Linked DNA regions of Sus scrofa: region 2 is linked to region 1. Evidence: chromatin contacts called from public HiChIP or PLAC-seq data. All regions are on one chromosome and are shown on one strand. The core of a region is the stretch at or near the end of the contact, and the rest is flanking DNA. Distances in the headings are between cores, read along the strand shown.

Region 1 (6,644 bases), core at 2,317-4,816:
GTCAGAGTTTAAACTCTGGCTATCTTGAGAGGGCGCCTTTGGGGGTTCGTTAACAACCTGTCTTCAAGAGCCTCGAAACAGAAGGTTCCCACTGTGGCGCAGTGGGTTAAGAATCCCACTGGAGCCACTGCAAAGGCACGGGTTCAATCCCCAGCTTGGGAAAGTAGGTTAAAGGATCATCCAGTGTTGTTGCAGCTCAGATTCAATCCTTGGCCAGGGAACTTCCACGTACTACAGGTGCAGCCTTTTTTTTTTTTTTCCGATAGGCAAGAAATAGATTTATTAAGATAGGACACTTGTGAGAGTTGCGAGCCAGCAGGCAAGGAGGCTCTGCCAGTGCAGCTATTTAAAAAAAAAAAAAAAAAAAACGGAAAGACTGGAAACAAACCTAAAGCCCATCAGCAGGGCAGTGGTGATCAAAACTATGGAAACTATGGTCTCTGTGCAGTGAGGTACTACAGCAGCTGACAAACAGAAGGAGAGGCAGCATTATGCAACAGCCAAGACGTGGAGACACTAAGTGTCCATGGATGAATGGATAAAGGAGATGTGGTGTGTGTGTGTGTGTGTGTGTGTGTGTGTGTGTACACACACACAATGGAATACTATTTGATCATAAAAAAAGAAGGAAATCCTGCCATTTGTGACAACCTGAGTGGACCTTGAGGGTGTTATGCTCAGGGAAATGAGTCAGAGAAAAACAAATACTGCATGATCTCATTTATTGAAATCTAAAACACACACACAAACACACACACACACACACACACACACACCCGTAGATACAGAGCAGGGGGTTAGAAGGGTGGGGAATATGGGTGAAGAGAGTCAAAAGGTACAAACTTCCAGTTATAAAATAGATGTCTGGAGATGTAACATACAACAGGGCGACTATAGTTGATAATACTGTACTGCATATTTGAAAGTTGCTAAGAGAGTAGATATTAAAGATTCTTGTCACAAGAGGAAAAAAAAAGGAGTTCCCATTGTGGCTCAGTCAGTAGTAATGAACACAATTAGAATCCATGAGGACACAGGTTCGATCCCTGGCCACGCTCAGTGGGTTAAGGATCTGGCGTGGCTGTGGCTGTAGTGCAGGTTACAGACACCTCTCGGATCCCACATTGTTGTAGGCTGTGGCACAGGCCAGCAGCTACAGCTAAGAGTCAACCCCTAGCCTGGGAACGTCCATATGCTCCTGGAACGGCCCTAAAAAGACAAAAAGAAAAAAATTTCTGTAACCATGAAAGATGATGGATGTTAACTAAGACTTATTAGGGAGATTGTGTCACAATGTATACAGTTATTGAATCATTACGTTGTACACCTGGAACTCATATAATGTTGTATGTTGATTACATCTCAATTTTAAAATTTTAATTAATTTCAAAAATTAATTTGCTCAGAGGGTAAAAACCAGATATAGTGTCCATGAGGATGCGAGTTCGATCCTTGGCCATGCTCAGTGGGTTAAGGATCCCATATTGCTGCAAGCTGCATTGTAGATCCTGCGTTGCGTTGCTCGGGCAAAGGTTGGCAGCTGCAGCTCCAATCCAACCCCTAGCCCAGGAACTTCCATTAAAAAAAAAAGAAATATCTCCAAGATATCCTATACAGTTATAAGATGCCGATTTATGCAAAAGGGGAGGGGGGAGATGTATTCGTATTTACTGTGTGTACTTTTTAAAAACGAAAGGTCCAGGAGTTCCCTGGTGACATAGAGGTTAAAGATCCAACTGCTGTGGCACAGGTTCAGTCCCTGGCCTGGGAACTTCCACATGCCTTGGGTGCTGCCATAAATAAACAAGTAAAAGTGAAAGATCCATATAAAACTAATGACAATGGTTACCCATGGTGAGGGGTCACGAGACAGACAGGGTACAAAGGCAAGAGGGAATCCTTCCTCTGAATGCCTTTTTCTTTTCTTTCCTTTTCTTTTCGGGCTGCACCTGCTGCATGTGGAAATTCCTAGGTTAGGGGTCGAATCAGAGCTACAGCTGCCAACCTAGGGCATAGCCACAGCAACATGCAACCTACACCACAGCTCACAGCTCTCGGCAATGCCCCAGATCCTTAACCCACTGAGAGAGGCCAGGGATGGAACCTGCAGCCTCATGGATACTAGTCAGGTTCATTACTGCTGAGCCACAACAGGAACTCCCTGAATGCCTTTTTTTTTTTTTTTTAATGTGATTAAAAAACCATAGCAAAAATCACCATCTTTAAATTTTCCAGTGCAGCGGGTCAGGAGGGTTACATGTAGTCATATTGCTGTGCAATGGTACTAAGTATGTTTCATCACTTTTTTAGATATTTTTGAGCCACATTCCTGTACCACCTATTTTGAAAATCAACTTTAAAATCATTAGGCCCAAATAAGATAAATCAAGAGAATCACTGTCACGGAAATAGGAAAAAAAGTACATGTGCTTGGAAATCAGAATGCGCTGAATTCCAACCTGGTCCCTGCCATTTACGAGTCTGGGGCAAGCGAAGGAATCCTCTAAGCCTTAGTCTCCCCTTTCTTTAAAACCCTTCCCCAGAGAGATGGCGCCACTCAAAGGGCAGTGGTGAGCACTGAATGAGAATTCTTATAAAGCCCCAGGGGTAGTAGGTCTCCCAAAGTAAGTTCCCGCAATCACGGGTCTTTTTTCACCGCATCTGGAAGAATCCTGGAGAAAGGAGGGCCTTTGGCCAGTGCAGTGGTGTGCCACCTTTGGAGGGCCAGAGTCATTGGAGGGTGCCTTCCTGGACCCCACCCCAAACCCACCGCCCCAGAACCTACTGGTAAGACCACAGCACTCCTATTCTAATGCATCCCGCCCTGCCCCCGCCAACCCAGACCAAAGCGATAGAACACGTTTGGCCGGGAGTCTGTGCTCCTACACTGCACCCCACCCTTCAGCTGCAAAACTTAAGGAGATTTGGAGACATTTGCTCTAGCTTCCACTAGGGGGCGGGCTTGGTGCTCTGGGGGTGGGGGTTGGTAGGCCGACTGACCTGCAGATGTCATTCTGGAAGCAGAGGAGGCCTCGCTGAGGCTGCTAAGAGAGCTTGAGGGAGCTATTTCCTTGTGTGTGTTGGGAGGACGGGGCCGGGGATTGCCCTTTCTGTACCTTGAATCTTGTATAGCCTCTCTCTCCACTTAAAGCAGCAAAAAGAGAGTGCAGTGTCCCAATTACTGAGCTTCGTCATCCATTTATTGAGCTTCTGATGCAGCTCCCAAGTTGCTCTCTCCACACTCTGGGCTGTGCTGGGGAGCAGATCCAGTCCCCTTGGTTGCCTGGAGCTGCCAGTTGTGAGCGTTTTTGTCAGAGAAAAGCACGGCGGGACGCCAGCGCTGCGGCTGACCACTTTCCTTCGGTTCCCTCCGAGGTCCCTTCCAATCCGTGGGAGGCTTTTCTGCCCATCACCGAGATCCATTTACTTTGCATCCCCTTTTGGCCTCGCTACCTCCTCCCAAAAGATCGGCGTCCCCGGATTTCCCAGGGATTCTCCCTGTCCCTCCCGGGGAAGGGGGCTCGAAAATCGGAGGCTGCACTGGCGCCGTGGGGACAGCAGGTGGCGCCCTGGGCTGTGGAGGCTGGATCAAGAAAGCCTTGCTTATAAAAAGACTTTCCTAGAGAGAGTAGAGGTACCCCGTGCGCGGAGGGGCGCGATAAATATTTGATAGCGAGGCGACTTGTGCTTGTGAAATCGTTTCCTGTTACACCGTCTCCTGGTCTAAGCTCTGGCTGGCAGGAGAGTGAAAGAATGAGAATGCGTCGTCGGCTGGAAGGGCCCGGAACCTCCTCATTGCAGAAAAGGGGAACTCGGCTGGGAGCCGGGAGGCTCATGCAGGCCCCCACGGAGAAAGGCAGAGTCAAGACTTCTGTCCTGCCGGTGCCTGGGCTGCCCTTTGACCCATACGTGGCTCTTCCAAAAAGATTTGCTGCTATGAGCCCATCCCTGCATCCAGGATGATGTCCTGGGTTCAGAGCTGAGTATTTCCTGCACTTGGGTCCTTTTCATCCCTCTTCTCTGGCCAGATCTCCACCCTACCCGAGTTACTACTCGGTTAACATTTTTCTTAAAATCAACTCATTTTTAAAAGTCAAATACAATTAAAAGGGAAGCATTTTATTGCCACAATGATTGGGAGTCTGGTATTTCTTGCCAAAAACAGAACCGTGAAAATAAACACATTACAATTACAATTCCTTAAAAGCCTGGCTGTTTCCCAATGAATATCGTTTGCCATCCCGTCAGTGGTGTGCTTTCCACACTTAGGAAAAACTCTGGGATTCCAGTACAAGCTCTCCCAGGAGTTCTGTGTTTTGTTTTGTTTTGCTTTGCTTTGCTTTTTAGGACCGCACCCTCGGCATATGGAAGTTCCCAGGTTAGGGGTCAAATCGGAGCTACAACGGCCGCCTACACCACAGGCACAGCAGTGTGGGATCCAAGCCGAGTCTGCGACCTACACCACAGCTCACAGCAAAGCCAGATCCTTAACCCACTGAGCAAGGCCAGGGATCGAACCCACATCTTCACAGATACTAGTCGGGTTCGTTAACTGCTGAGCCACAAAGGAAATTCTCTCCCAGGAATTCAGAATGAGAGGAGGCGAGAGGTGGGGATGGGAGAGTGGGGAGGGGAGCTGGGGAGAGCTGGCTATGCGTTTTGCCCCCTTAGAGAACAAAGGGAACCTTGACTGCTATCCCACGTCCTTCCTGCAGTATGCATATGCTTCCGGAAACTGCCCAAGTTATTTTTTACTCTGGAAGCTGGAGGAACAGGGTGGAGACCTGGCTTCCTGTGAGCCTGCCCGGCCCTGAAAGCAAGATAGCATCTCAGGGTGCGCAGGTCCTCAGACCTCAGCCAGCCGGTGCTGGAGGGGCCCCACAGCAGGCCTCCACCCTTCTGCTTCTGCGGAGAAGTCTTCGATTTTGCAGATCTCTGTGCCAGCCAGCTCTACCCTGCCTCTTCCTTATGGTAGAGACTTCTGACAAGTTCCTCAACCTCCTTAAGTTTCAGCTTCCTCATCTGTAAAGTGAGCAGGATGCCTACCTCCCAGGGTTGTTTGTGGGGGCTCAGCAGGATTGTTTGTGTAGAGTCAACCCATCAATCATTTGCAGGAGACGTTTCCTCTCTCTCTCTCTCTCTCTCTCTCTCTCTCTCTCTCTCTCTCTTTTTTTCTTGGTCTTTTTAGGGTCACACCCACAGCATATGGAGGTTCCCAGGCTAGGGGTCGAATCTGAGCTACAGCTGCCCGCCTACACCACAGCCATCAGAACTCGGGATCCGAGCTGCTTCTGCAACCTAGACCACAGCTCATGGCAACACCGGATCCATAACCCACTGAGCAAGGCTAGGGGTCAAACCCACGTTCTCATGGATACTAGTCAGATTCATTTCCACTGAGTCACGATTGGAACTCCTGCAGAAGACTTTCTGTTGGAAGTGCTGTGTGCATAGCCCAGCTTCTCACATAGGGTTAAGCATGAAAGGAGTATTTGCAAAAGCGGTGCATATAACATACACAGATGTTTATACAGCTTGTATAGCATATCTTCCGGCCACAGCACCTTCAGCCAATCCCCTTCTCGAGTGCGGTCTCTGCGCCTTCTCAGTGCCCCTCAGCTCTCCCTGTGGTGGTGACAGCTCCTCTCTTTCACTCTGAAGACATCACAACTTCCTTCTCCTCCAGGAAGACAAGCAGAGCTCACCTTAGCCATCGCTGTCCTCTCTCCCACCCCGTGTCTAGAGAATGCTCGGAGCCTTGTAGACACTCCGGTGAAGCTTGTTGTCTAAAACTCCACCGCCCACGTGACTCAGCCCAGAGGTCCCACCAAGCCGATGCCTGTCCTTGGGCTGTTTTGTTTTGAAGGCGGCTGTGCGCAGCCAGGTGCCCAGACCCGACTGCAGTGCGTGAGGCTGAGCTGGTCTCCCCTCCAGCTCCACAAACTCATCTGTCACATGAGCCACCGCCGCGCCCCCCCACCCCGCCCCTCCACCCAGACTCAACCACGCCCTCTCCACAAACAGGAAACCAGACTACCAGGATGCTGAAGCCCAAGCCCTTGCCTCTGGGATTTGGGGACCTTACCACCTTCTGATAACTCCCCGTCTATGTAAAATAAAGTCTGACGTCTTTCCCAGGTCCATCAGGCCCCCTGGCTCTGGCTCCTGCCCTCCTCTCAACCTCAAAACCCCCCTTCGCCTCTCCTCACCCCCCAGCTCCAGCTCCAGCTCCAGGCACATGGGCCTCCTCGGGGCTCTGCAAACACACTAACCACGCTCTCTGCCCCGAAGCTCTTCTCTACATGTCCCCCCACCTCCCCATCCAGATCTCTGCTCACACGTCAGCCCCTCAGAGGGGCCGTCCCTGGCCAGCTGTTTGTAAAGTGGCATAAACACAGCTTTTCCTTTGCAGAATCCTCATTGCGGTGGGGATGCGCTTTTTCTCTATTCTTCATCTTTCCGTTGCAGGTGATCTCTGAGAGACAGCAATGAGCAATGGCTTGAAGCAAGATCTTGATTTTCTGCTCAGGAACTTAACCTGGACAGCCTGGTTGAAAACCAGGAATCCTGGCACTAGACTGACCAGAGGCTAAAAACAGAGTTGCCCTGATTCTTGCCCCCTGCTGAAATCCAGAAAGTTTCAA
Region 2 (6,470 bases), core at 2,944-5,443, 220 kb after region 1:
TTCCTGCTCAGCATGCCCAGATTGATCCACTGCAGGGCTCTGAGGATGTTACTCCCCCGGCCCAAAAACATTCCAGGGCTCCTCCTGGTTACAGACTTTCAGTTGGTATCTGTCTCATCGTGTGTGAGGTTACAGCGCATCAATGTTTGACCTACGGAGTTCCCCTCGTGGCGCAGTGGTTAACGAATCCGACTAGGAACCATGAGGTTGCGGGTTCGATCCCTGGCCTCTCTCGGTGGGTTAAGGATCCCGCGTTGCCGTGAGATGTGGTGTAGGTCGCAGACGCTGCTCGGATCCTGAGTTGCTGTGGCTCTGGCGTAGGCTGGCAGCTACAGTTCTGATTAGACCCCTAGCCTGGGAATCTCCATATGCTGCGGGAGCCGCCCTAGAAAAGGCAAAAAAAAAAACCCAAAAAGCAAAACAAAAATAATAAAAAAAAAAACTGGGAGCAACACTAGCATTGCCATTCCACACAAAGACGCTTAGTAAAAAGTGCCTACTGTAAAGTAGGAGCTCAACGAATCAAGGTGTTCCTTGAGTGGGTACCGCGGGTGTCACTTTTACTTTTTTTTTTATTTCCATACTTTTTTTATTACTCAATGAATTGTATTACATTTATAGTTTTACAACGATCATCACAACCAAATTTATAGCATTTCCATCAAACTCTACTTTTATTTTTAAATGATTTGTTTCCACTGCTTTCCTTTTTTTTGTTTTTTTCTTTCTTTTTCCCCCCTTTTTATGGCCACACCTGCCCTGTATGGATATTCCCAGGTGAGGAGTCAAACCAGAGCTGCAGCTGCTGGCCTACATCACAGCCACAGCAGCACCAGATCCGAGCCACATCTGTGACCTTTGCTGTAGCCTGAGGCAGCACTAGATCCTTAACACACTGAGGGATGCAGGGATGGAACCTGAATCCTCACAGATATTATGTTAGGTTCTTAACCAGATGAGCCACAGTAGAAACTCCTGGTTGCTTTCATTTGTGATGAGACAAGATTTCCACGTGTGTACATTAATCCATTTACTCTAGATCTGAAGTTAGCAAACCTTTTCTGTAAAGGGCCAGAGAGTAAATAGGTTAGGTTAGGTGGGCCATGTGTGGTCTATGTTGTAACAGTTCAATTCTGCTATTATGGCACAAAAGCAACCATGGCCCACATGTAAACAAAGGGGGCTATGTAGGTGTGTCCATAAAAGCTTTTAGGGGACTTCCCATCGTGGTTCAGTGGAAAACGAATCTGACTAGCATCCATGAGGACAAAGATTTGATCCCTGGCCTTGCTCAGTGGGTTAAGGATACGGTGTTGCCCTGAGCTGTGATGTAGGTCACAGATGTGGCTCGGATCCCATGTTGCTGTGGCTGTGGTGTAAGCCAGAGGCTACAGCTCTGATTCAACCCCAGCCTGGGAGCCTCTGTATGCTGCAGGTGCAGCCCTAAAAAGAAAAAAAAAAGCCTTTTAGTGGACACAAAAATTTGGGCTTCATACCATTTTCATGTGTCATAAAATATTCTTCTTTTCATGTTTTCCAACCATTTAAAACTGTAAGAATGTTCTCATGTGGCGCAGTGGGTTAAGGGTCAGATGTTGCAGCAGCTGTGGTACAGGTCACAAATGTAGCTCAGGTTTAATCCCTGGCCCAGGAACTTCCATATGCTACGGTGCAGCAAAAAAAAAAAAAAGTGGGCGTTCCTGCTATGGCGCAACAGGATTGATGGCATCTCTGCAGTGCCTGGGCGTAGGTTCCACCCCCATCCCAGCACAGATTGCAACTGTGGCTTGAATCTGATCCCTGGCCCAGGAACTCCATATGCCGCAGGGTGGCCAAAAAAGGGGAAAAAAAAAATGAAAAACTATTCTTAGCTGGTGGATTGTACAAGAACAGATGGTGGGCTAGATTTGATCCATGGAACCATTTGCTAACCCCATTGTTGAAATGTAGACTGTTCATTACATTTCAACAATAAACAGTGAATTAATTTAAAAATAATATAGAGGCGTTCCCATCGTGGAGCAGTGGAAACGAATCCGACTAGGAACCATGAGGTTGTGGGTTCGCTCCCTGGCCTCGCTCAGTGGGTTAAGGATCTGGCATTGCCATGAGCTGTGGTGTGGGTCGCAGATGTGGCTCAGATCCCGCATTGCTATGGCTGTGGTGTAGGCCGGCAGATACAGCTCCGATTGGACCCTTGGCCTGGGAACCTCCATATGCCATGGGTGCGGCCCTAAAAAGCAAATAATAATAAAAATAATATAGAGAGCAGATAATACATGGATCTGGAGAATATTCTGACAGTGATGCAAGAATAAGTTGGAGCAACACATCAATAAATGTTTATTGCCCATAAAGCGCTACAATCTGGTTCGACCAAGCTGACCAGCTGCATCTCCTCCAGGCCCCAGCCGGGCCAGGCTTCTGGTTCCCCAGACACGCTACACGTCCCCCCATCCTTTGACCTGGAATATCCTCTCTGAGTTATTTTTACTCCCCAGTATTTCTGACGCCAAAAGTGTGGGATTTGCCCACACCAACAACCAGTTCAACTCTCCACAGACCAGATGGGTACCCTGTCCTGTCCATATGCCACAGAGTGGCCAAAAAAGGGAGCCTGCATCACCCCGCAGGTTGAAGGGCCCAGTCCCATGAGAATGCCCTCACCTCAGAGGCCGGTCTTGAGCCCTGTGTTCTCCGAGTACCCACACGTCTATCAACTTGGCTACAAAGTTGGAGGATCCCACAATCCTCTTCCTTTCTGATGTGATGATCTGTTAAAATGGCTCACAGAACTTAGGAAAGTTGCCTTTATTTACCCCTACCAGCTCCCTGTAATGGATATTATGAGGCTACAAAAGAACAGCTCGATGGGGCGTTCCCATCGCGGCTCAGTGTTTGACAAAACCGACTAGTATCCATGAGGATGCGGGTTCGATCCCTGGCCTTGCTCAGTGGGTTAAGGATCCAGTGTTGCTGTGGCTCTGGCGTAGCTGGAAGCTGCAGCTCTGATTTGACCCCTAGCCTGGGAACCTCCATACATTGAGGGTGGGGCCCTAAAAAAAAAAAGACAGAAGACAGAAAAAAAAAAAAAAAAAAGGAACAGGTAGGTGGAGAGGAACACAGGGTGAGAAATGGAAGGGTCTGGAAAACAGCAGCTTCTGTCGGGAACAAAGACCAAAAATATATTTCTGATTTTATCATAATATCACCCATTCCCATTCTGCTCGTTCAAATCATACCCTGTAAGAGCCACATTAGCTACCGCTTCTGTTAAAAAAAACTCCCTCCCTGACAAATAGCATTTTTCCTTCCCTGTGCCTTCTCTTCATGGCCTTATCTCAATAACAGCTTGCTGGCACTTTCACTATTATACTTGTATTATAGTTATTTAGCTATTTATCTTACTTAAAACCAAGGTTCTCAGGAGCTCCCAGCGTGGTGCAGCCAGTTAATGATGTGGCTTATCTCTGTGGGTTGCTCCTTAGGCCTTGGGCAAAGGGTTAAGGATCTGGCATTGCCCCAGCTGCGGCATAGGTGGAAGCTTGAATTTGATCCCTGGCCCAGGAACTCCCATGTATTTTTTTGGTTTTATTTTGGGGTTGTTTTTTGTGTTTTGGTTTTGGTTACATTGGGCATGTGAGAGTTCCCCAGCCAGGGATCGAACCCAGGCCACAGCAGTGACAGCACAGGAACCAGGGACCTCCCATCAGGCATTTCTTAAATTTTGTTTCCTTGAATGGCAAATGGGAGTTGACATAATCCTGGCCACTGCTTAACTGACGTAAGAGATTGCCTCCTCCAGTGGTAAATGGAGCACGGCTGGTGGGATGCTGGGGAGGGAAAGGCCACATCCCTGGAGCACAGCCGGTGGAGTCCGGTTCTTCCATCTTCGAGGTAGCCAGGCTGGTCCCTATCAGTGAAACCTTCAGGAAGCAGGGCTGAATAGAGAAAAGTAGGGCTTCCTCAAGCTTCCCACGCATCCCAGAGGCTAAGCGAGGAGCACAGGGCAATTCAATTGCGGCTTGTCCCGGAGCCTCCCGATACGCATCGTGCCCCAGTTCCGCGGAGTCAATCCGGGCTCTGATGCAACTGGCAATGGGCCTCGATCACGAGCCCCATCTCACAGGTTCGGTACAGACGAGCTTTGTCGTTTCTCTGAGGGAGTCACTGCTGTTTCTCTTCCAGGCTCAAAACAGCTACCCCCGCCGCCCCCTCTAGGCCTCATGAGACGGCAATTTAAACCACTCTGATGAGTAGGTTTCATTAGGTAAAAAGGACCCATAAGGCAACGGCGGCCCAAATAACCTTAGCGGTACAGACGCTTTTTCGAAGGCAGCGGAAGTGTTGCCAAGTTAAAGGGTGTCAGGATGAGATACGATGAATATCAGTTTCCTTCTCTCTGGCAGTGGAGAGGATTAATTAAATGCTTGTGAAGTGCTTTGAAAATTTAAGCTGTTAAGAATTATTGTTCTGTGTAATAGGGGAAAAATAGAATTCTTGGCTCATTAAAGCTGTGATGTTGTAAGCCTGAGTGCTTTTTTTCAGGCTCGTTTTAAGGGCTACATTTTTTTTTTTTTTTTTAAAGGAAAGGAAGAAGGAGAAAGAAAAGAAATGTGCAGGAAAGTCAGCTGGGTTAATTAGTGTTTCTGTTGATTAAGGAATGAACTGTGAGAAGCTGCTGCTTATTGACTATCAAAGAGGTGGTTACTGGAGTGGCACAGTGGTTAATGAATCCGACTAGGAACCATGAGGTTGTGGGTTCGATCCCTGCCCTTGCTCAGTGGGTTAACGATCCAGCATTGCCCTGAGCTGTGGTGTAGGTTGCAGATGCAGCTCGGATCCCGAGTTGCTGTGGCTGTGGCGTAGGCCGGTGGCTGCAGCTCCGATTCAACCCCTAGCCTGGGAACCTCCATATGCCGCAGGAGCGGCCCAAGGAATAGCCAAAAAAAAAAAAAGAGGCAGTTACTGGGAATCACGTCTTCAAATGAGCAGGGAGAGTATCCCGAAAATATTAGCAGACGTGCACTTGCTTTCTTTCAATAGGCGTAAGGGATGCAAAGGCTGGGAGACTGTGTGTCTGTAAACACAAATTTCAATGTGCTTTGATGGCCTCTTCCATCCTAACTTAACCCAAGGAAGCAGACATCCTTCTGTCTTCACCCAGTTGGCAGACTGGCCTAGGGATGCTTTGGTTTTTGTTTTGTCCTCAGGGGACCCTCACTTCTCTCTCAATCCACATCCATTGAGGACTTCGACTTCTTGTGTGTCTGCGCCCGTTTCTCATTGCTGCTGCAACAAATCACCACAAACATAATGGCTTAAAACAACCTAAACGTATTCTCCTACAGTCCCGGATGTCAGAAGTCTAAACTCAGTCTTCCTGGGCTAAAGTCAAGGTGTTGGCAGGGCCAGTTCCTTTGAAGGATCTGGAGGAGACTCTGTTTCCTTGCCTTTCCAGCTTTCTGGAGGCTGCCTGCATTTCCTGGCTCCTGGCTCTTTTCCTGGCAGCATCTTGACCTCTGCTTCCTTTCTCAGGTCTCCTCCTATTAGACTTTTCTGCTTCCCTCTTTCCATTACAAAGACTGTGATTACACTGGAAGCACCAGGACGAGACCGTCTAAGATAATCTTCTCTCCAGACCCTTAATCACATCTGCAAAGTCCCCCTCCCAAGGTAAGGTAACCTATTCACAGTTTCAGAGGGGGACGAGACCGTCTAAGATAATCTTCTCTCCAGACCCTTAATCACATCTGCAAAGTCCCCCTCCCAAGGTAAGGTAACCTATTCACAGTTTCAGAGGGGGAGGAGGACAGGGTTATGGATCTTTTGTGGGGGTGGCATTATTCTTGCCTACCGCAGTCTCCATCTGCCAGCCTTCCTCCTTCTGGCTTTTTTTTTTTTTTTCCCTGTCTACTCAAGCCAGGCCTTGTTCTGAATGTTTTGCATGGATTAACTCATTCAGTTTTCACAATCAACCTAAAGAGAGGCCTGTTACTACAGATGAGGAAATTGAGGCAAAAAGATTAGATTTCTTGCCTGGGGGGTCACTAAGTATTCAAGCCTAGAATTCAAAAACTTTGTCTCAGCCGTAAAGAGTTTTTATTACCCCTATTTAAAAATTTTAAAGTAATGTAGTATACGTGATTAAATAGAATTCAAGGAGTTCCTGTGGCTCAGTGGTTAATGAATCCGACTAGGAACCATGAGGTTGCCGGTTCGATCCCTGCCCTTTCTCAGTGGGTTAAGGATCCAGCGTTGCCGTGAGCTGTGGTGTAGGCCTGCAGCTACAGCTCCAATTCGACCCCTAGCCTGGGAACCTCCATATGCCATGGGAATGGACCTGGAAAAAGGCAAAAAGACAAAAAATAAAAATAAAAATAATAAATAAATAATTCAAATGAGGGAGTTTCCATTGTGGCTCATCGGGATTATGAATCCGACTAGTATCCATGAGGATGCAGATTCAG

The links. HiChIP or PLAC-seq counts read pairs in DNA pulled down with a chosen protein or histone mark.
Region 2: an H3K27ac HiChIP or PLAC-seq map of skeletal muscle shows a contact between it and region 1. The contact joins two enhancer-like sites. A contact is called at or near these places in 3 of 47 Hi-C or Micro-C datasets (embryonic fibroblasts, retroperitoneal adipose tissue and undifferentiated spermatogonia) and 2 of 2 datasets of contacts at active chromatin or transcription factors (alveolar macrophages and skeletal muscle).

What each region holds. Positions count from the first base shown.
Region 1 is chr6:36,107,260-36,113,903 of Sscrofa11.1, forward strand. No RefSeq gene overlaps it. Among named protein-coding and RNA genes, the nearest start is that of N4BP1, 12 kb to the right of the region's middle. Within about 2 kb of position 3,567, at least 47 of the 83 cell types and tissues checked have an H3K27ac peak or open chromatin away from gene starts, as enhancers often do. A contact at or near this core is called in skeletal muscle, where this site is marked.
Region 2 is chr6:36,326,213-36,332,682 of Sscrofa11.1, forward strand. No RefSeq gene overlaps it. Among named protein-coding and RNA genes, the nearest start is that of SIAH1, 8.3 kb to the right of the region's middle. Within about 2 kb of position 4,194, at least 13 of the 83 cell types and tissues checked have an H3K27ac peak or open chromatin away from gene starts, as enhancers often do. A contact at or near this core is called in skeletal muscle, where this site is marked.